2 separate regions of the Cricetulus griseus genome follow, and region 1 is linked to region 2. Evidence: chromatin contacts called from public Hi-C data. All regions are on one chromosome and are shown on one strand. The core of a region is the stretch at or near the end of the contact, and the rest is flanking DNA. Distances in the headings are between cores, read along the strand shown. Region 1 holds the start of Mbp (myelin basic protein). Region 2 overlaps Mbp (myelin basic protein).

Region 1 (2,947 bases), core at 422-2,921, 48 kb after region 2:
CATCAAAAGTGGATTTGACACATTTTTAAAAAAATCTCAAGTCGATAAAAGTACGCATTTCAGAACAATTAAATTCTTAGGCGTTGCACCTCACATTCACGATTATTTTAAACTGTTATTTTCTCTCTCAGGTTTCTGTTTATCCAACCGAGAATCTGGGAATGTCTACACGAGCTGGGGGGCTGTGCACCTGTTATGTGGTTATCCTGCACTCCAACTTGGGTTGGCCTCTTCCCAGGATCCCATCCTCTAACACGGGTGCCCCCACCCATCCCAGAGGTGCCGGTGGCAGGGGAAGCTCTTCTGGGAGAGCCATGAGTAGTGAGTGAGTGGTCCTTTGAGCTCATCTAGACATAATCTCCAAAGCCACAGGTCTTAAATGAGACCTCCCTAAGGTTGCCTTCTTCTAAAGAAATGTTCTAGTTGCATGCCCGGTGTCCTGCGCAGGCAGAGGCGATGCCTGTCCAGTGTCTGATGCCTCCCACCCGACAGGCTCTCACGCCCTGCTCCAAGACTGTCCCCAACGGCACAGATCCACTCTCATGTGGTGTGGTGTGCTGTGTGGCTCAGCAGCTGTCCTGCTGGCAAGCGTCAAGTGTCAGAACTGATTCCTCAGAGAATCACAAACCCTTGTCCAAGCCTCGCTCCACCTCCCAAATCAGGGGACTAGAGAAACACCTCAAAATCCCACACAGGGTACGCACATCCCCTAAAAACCAGAGGCGTTTACAACACACCAAAGCAGAACATGAACACGAGGACTGTCCCCCGGGGGCTACTGGGACCCGGCGCTTCAGCAGGACCAAGAGATCAAGTTAGGGCGGGAAGACGGGGCCGGGCTGGACACAGCGCGGGGGCCAGCAGGTGGGCAGGGTGGGAGAGGGCCTAGGAGCCCGAGACAGGCCCGGAGAAGGCGGAAGCCTGGACAAGTGCCTGTCGCCGCCCTCTGCTCGAAGAGGAACTGCTTCTCCTTGTGGGGAAGGGCAGAGCAGGGCAGGGCTCGCACGAGGGCCAGCAGGTGTGTGGTTAGCAGGCAAGGCAGGCTTAGGTGGGCCCCTGGGCGCCCTCGGAGCCCATCAGGACCCCTCTCCGCACGCGGACGGCTGTCTCTCTAGACCGAGGTCACCTCCCACCTCTAAACTCCTCCCCTCACCATTTTTAGGCCGCTCGAGTTTCAGCGACCCCGGGGTCCCCAGGCCTGGCCGGAGACCACTCCGGGCTATCCTGCAGGCTCCTAGTCCCCACCGCTGTGGACCTGAGTCTACACTTGCGTCCACCACTTGCCAAGAAAGATGGGGCTGCCGACGTGGTTTCGGTCCGAGAGGTCGCCCAGCTGCCACCTGCGGGGACACCTGCTCCTCTGGTCAGTTGTGACCCGGGCGCTCCTGGCCTGGGGAGGGATCAGAGTTCTGGTGCCAGTACCGAGCACCCTTCCCTTCGTCTCTTTGAGAGTCAGGCTCGGTGCCGAGGTCTCCCGCTCTTAGGGGCGCGGAGACAAAGGCTCCAGGGCCGCCCCGCGCGTCCCTGATGACGATCACTCACCAGTGCTGCCTGCGCCTTGGAAGCCAATGGGCGCCCGGGAGCCCGGCAGGAGGGGCCCGACGCTGGGCTCGGGGTCGCTGGGCCGCGGGTACTGTGTTTCGGGTCGCCAGGCGCGGGCCGCCTGGGCCAGAGGCTCGTCCTCGCTGGCGCTCAGCAGCGGTGACTGACAGCGGCTGCTCCGGGGACGGGCGCGCACCCCGCTCCCGCCCCGCCTCCCTCTGCCTGCAAGCAGGTAAATGCGCGCCACTGGGAGGGCGGAGGACAAGCGGGGACCCAGGGGCAGGGCAGCCCTGCGAGCCGCGGGGCGGGGCTTTGCTCGTCACCGCCCTACGCTCCGCACCGCTGCTCTCGGAACCTTTCCTGCTTCAGAAGCCTGGACAGCGGGAGCTCGGAAGAGAGGTCTAATTGGCATCGCTCGCCCTGTACCATGGGTTACCTTGATCCCTGGCACCTGTTCCGGATGAGAAGGTCAGCCGGACCCGAGGTAGTTTTTGTGTTCTGGGCCTGAAGCTGGAGCTGAGACCGCAGGTGCTGGCTAGAGGGCCCAGGACGTCTGTTGTCACGAAGGAGGCTAGTGACTCCAGCAAGGAAATTTCCCTTTCTGCCACTGAGGACCCCACTGTGCTTACTTGAACACAGGTTCCCTGCTGCCACATGGATCTTTTGACTCCATCAGCCTGACTCAGGGTAGGTGGGAGGAACTAGTGGAAGGGGACCACGCTGAGTAAGTCTCTAGTTCTTCGTGAGATAAACATTATGAGGGTATCAATCAGACAACCTAGGGACACACACTATGCATGCAAAGAACAGAGGACAGGAAGTCTCAGAGCTGGCTCCTAGGGAGTTTCCAGGCGTTTCACCTCCTCATGGAAGGTGGAGGATCTTGTGACTATTTCCAAATGCCAGTCTTTCTAAGACAACTATTTTCACAGTAGTGTAGAGACACCTAACTAGTCCGTGCACCTAGGAGCTATGGTATACGAGGGGGAGTCGGAGAGGATGTAGGTCCTGGGATTTGGAGGTAAGGATAGAAAAGCAGGGGAAAGGTCCTGGTCCAACCTAAGATGGAGTGACTTTAAGCCTGTTTGAAGCAAGAGGGCCACCCAGGACAGGGATGTCCAGTGCTCACAGCTGGCTTGATGCTCAGGACATCAGAGAATGTTAGAACTTTGGGTCCCATTCCAGGCATCAAAACTCAATGTCAGCAGCCAGGAGACAGATGTGTCCCAATGTCCCTGCCCTGCAGGTGTCAGTGAATCTGGGAGCTGCCTAGCCACAGTGGGAACAACAGCCTCATGCCCTCCAAGGCTTCTGTTGATTCCCAGGAACAACAGGTTTCCTTCCCAGTGGCAGGTATGGCTGATCCAATTAGACTCTTTGAAAAGAATTTGCGAAATGTTGCTTA
Region 2 (2,700 bases), core at 58-2,557:
CATGTGTTACATCCATTTTCTCTGTGTGTATACACACCATTCACACACATAATGGTAGGTACAAGTTACTATGATTATAAATAAGCTAAAAAGCAATTAAATAGGACTAGGACCGTAGTTCAGTGGTAAGGCACTTGCCTAGCATGTACTCAGCTCCTGAAATCCATCCCTAGAACAACAATACAACCCAACTGAATCTAAAGACAACACTTCCTTAAAGAAAATGTAAACCCAGACACACATATTTTGCATTTTCTTTGGCACCTCTAATATGCTTCTGTGTGTACAGATGTGCATTAGTTATATGTCTGTACTTGGGAATCACAAGTAAAAAAACCATGGCCAAAGACTTGCTTTCCCCCCTAAACACCACACAGGCAGACATTGAGTTCTGTACTGTGCCTTGCCCTGGGTATTTTAAATTTTGTACTTTGCTGTCACAATGCTGTCTTCTACTCTTCCCCCAGGCTCAGGCCCCAGGGGCAACTAAAAAAAAGAATACCCCACTTCCTAAAGACAGAAATGCCCCAAGAAAATTCCAGTGAAAATGGACATAGTTAGAGGAACTGGAAGAGCCCCTCCCCCACTGCCCTGGATCTACCATACTTTCAGCTCACAGTCATGGTTTTCAATTTTAGGGTACCACTATTCCCAGACTTTTCAACCACAGGTGCTTGCTCAAGAAGGACAAAGCACAGAAGGAAGGAATTTTGAAGAAACTAAGTTAGTAAAAAAGAATAATACCCTGAGAAACACCAGGGTAGATGGCACTGCCTAGGGGAGAAGGATGGAGAAAGACCTTTGCATAAGCAAGCAGAGGCCCGATCAGGGAGTGGCCAAGGGTTGCAGGCTTTGAGTGACTGAAACTTAGGCTATGACCTGCAGTGGCAGGGCCTGGCTGCTGTTTCCTCTCAGGACAGTGGGCTCTTACCACTTGGGCTTGTTCTCTACCACGCTTCCCTTCTCCTGTCTCCCTAAGTGGAAGAAAGAAGACAGCAGTGTCCCTCAGATTCTGGTCAGTTGTGGGAGCCCACATCGGAGGGAAGTCATGGAAAAGGTAACTCTACCACAATTCCACAAGACTCAGGTGAGGATGTTTGTCCACTCTGATAAGTAGGAAGAAACAGAAAACCCATGCACAGGGCAGTGTGTATTCTTGAGGCACCAGGAAGGTAACATTTCGAAGACCACACTTACTCCCAACAACAGCTGAGTCACCGTCTGCAGCCAGCCCAAGGAAAGCAGTGCACAAACTTTGGCAAGCTTACTTCCTTGTCAGCATTGTTATGACACTGTGGGGCTGGCTTGCTGATGTCCCCACCATCTGGCAGAGAGGGAGACTGAGAGGAGCCTTAGGGCTACAGAGAGCAAACATGAACACAAAGTGGGAGAGAGTCTGCAGGAGGGCAGTAAGGAGGCCTGTTTACCACACCATTGCACAGATATTTAAAAATGAAGACAGAGCATGGGGACATAGTCCAGTGGGTAAATGACTTGCTGCATAAACGTGAGGACCTCAGTGTGGATCCCTGGAATCCATGTAAAACCACACACAATAGTGCACATCTGTAATTCCAGTGTCAAGAGAAGGGTATGGGTGGAGCCAGCCATTGGAAGCTCAAAGACCAGTTATCTTGGGGTATGCAGTGGTGAACAAGATAACCTGTTTCACAAAAAGTGGGGGGTGAGGTTGTCCTCTGACTTCCACACGTGCACTGTGTCATGTGCAAGCTTGTATTCTCATATGGTAACAAAAACAAAACAAAACAAAACCACAACAGCAATAACAAAAACCCAAAGACAAGGACAAGAATTCCCCAGTGAGAAGGCGTGGGCTCACAGTCCAAGCAGGAAAGGGGGTCATACCCTCTGTCCGCTACATACCAAACACATCGCTGTCTTCCGAGGCTGTCTGAGAAAGTTTGCCCACGCTTCTCTTTTTTTCAGCCTCTCCTTGGTGAATCTCACCATCCTGGAAGAAAATAACAAACCGATGAACACAGTTGCACACATATCGATACATTTTTGGCAACAAAATGATCTTAATGCTTTGTCTTCAAGTGGGAGATGCGGCAGAGCTCAGGGTTGGACTCGGGTGAGATAGCTCAGGGTTATTGCTCTGCCTAGCCAAGCACATGCGCTCTGGGTCTGGGTAGATGGTTTCACATGAGAGGGTGCCAGTGTCAGCTTGGATAGAATACAGTAGCCAGGCAATTCCTATCTGCAGACGGGTTGCCTGTGTGGGTAATCTTAGATTTCAAACGGCTTACATAGCTTTGAATTCTAGGTAAGACTAAACAGGAGCCTGTTGGGACTCTGGGGACAGTACAAATACTAACATTCAGTGATTCCTTGTGTTTCTGCGAGGCAGGGAACAACCTACTGTGGGAGGGTTCAGTTGCCCCTGACTTGGTGCCCTGGTACTCCTGGGGATGATGGGATAAAGGGGGGTTGGGGCAGCTTTTCTGTCCTTTCTTTGGGATCCTGTTGAAGCTTTTGATGCAAGCATGGATATGAGGCTTATTATATTATTTAATATTTACTATATTGTTTTATTTGTGTGTGTGCGTGCATCTGTGTGGGTGTACATGTATGTGTGCAACGGTCCAGATGTCACCTTTGGATGTCCTTTCTCAGGAACAATCTACCTCAATCTTTGAGTCAGTGTCTCTCACTGGCTAGAAGCCTGCCCATTAGGCT

The links. A called contact is a pair of places that touch in the nucleus more often than the background predicts.
Region 1: a Hi-C map of fibroblasts shows a contact between it and region 2, with 2.0 times the contacts expected there. The contact joins the promoter of Mbp here to the enhancer-like site in region 2. A contact is called at or near these places in 4 of 8 Hi-C or Micro-C datasets (the CHK-Q cell line, the CHL-YN cell line, the CHO-K1 cell line and 1 more).

The regions. Positions count from the first base shown.
Region 1 is chr2:233,086,572-233,089,518 of CriGri-PICRH-1.0, forward strand. It overlaps Mbp (myelin basic protein), which reads right to left and starts at 1,672. Exons shown (of 7, transcript XM_035440308.1): 1 at 1,543-1,672.
Region 2 is chr2:233,039,109-233,041,808 of CriGri-PICRH-1.0, forward strand. Mbp (myelin basic protein) reads right to left here. Exons shown (of 7, transcript XM_035440308.1): 3 at 1,885-1,972. Among named protein-coding and RNA genes, the nearest start is that of Mbp, 48 kb to the right of the region's middle. Within about 2 kb of position 1,308, at least 2 of the 6 cell types and tissues checked have open chromatin away from gene starts, as enhancers often do. A contact at or near this core is called in fibroblasts, where this site is marked.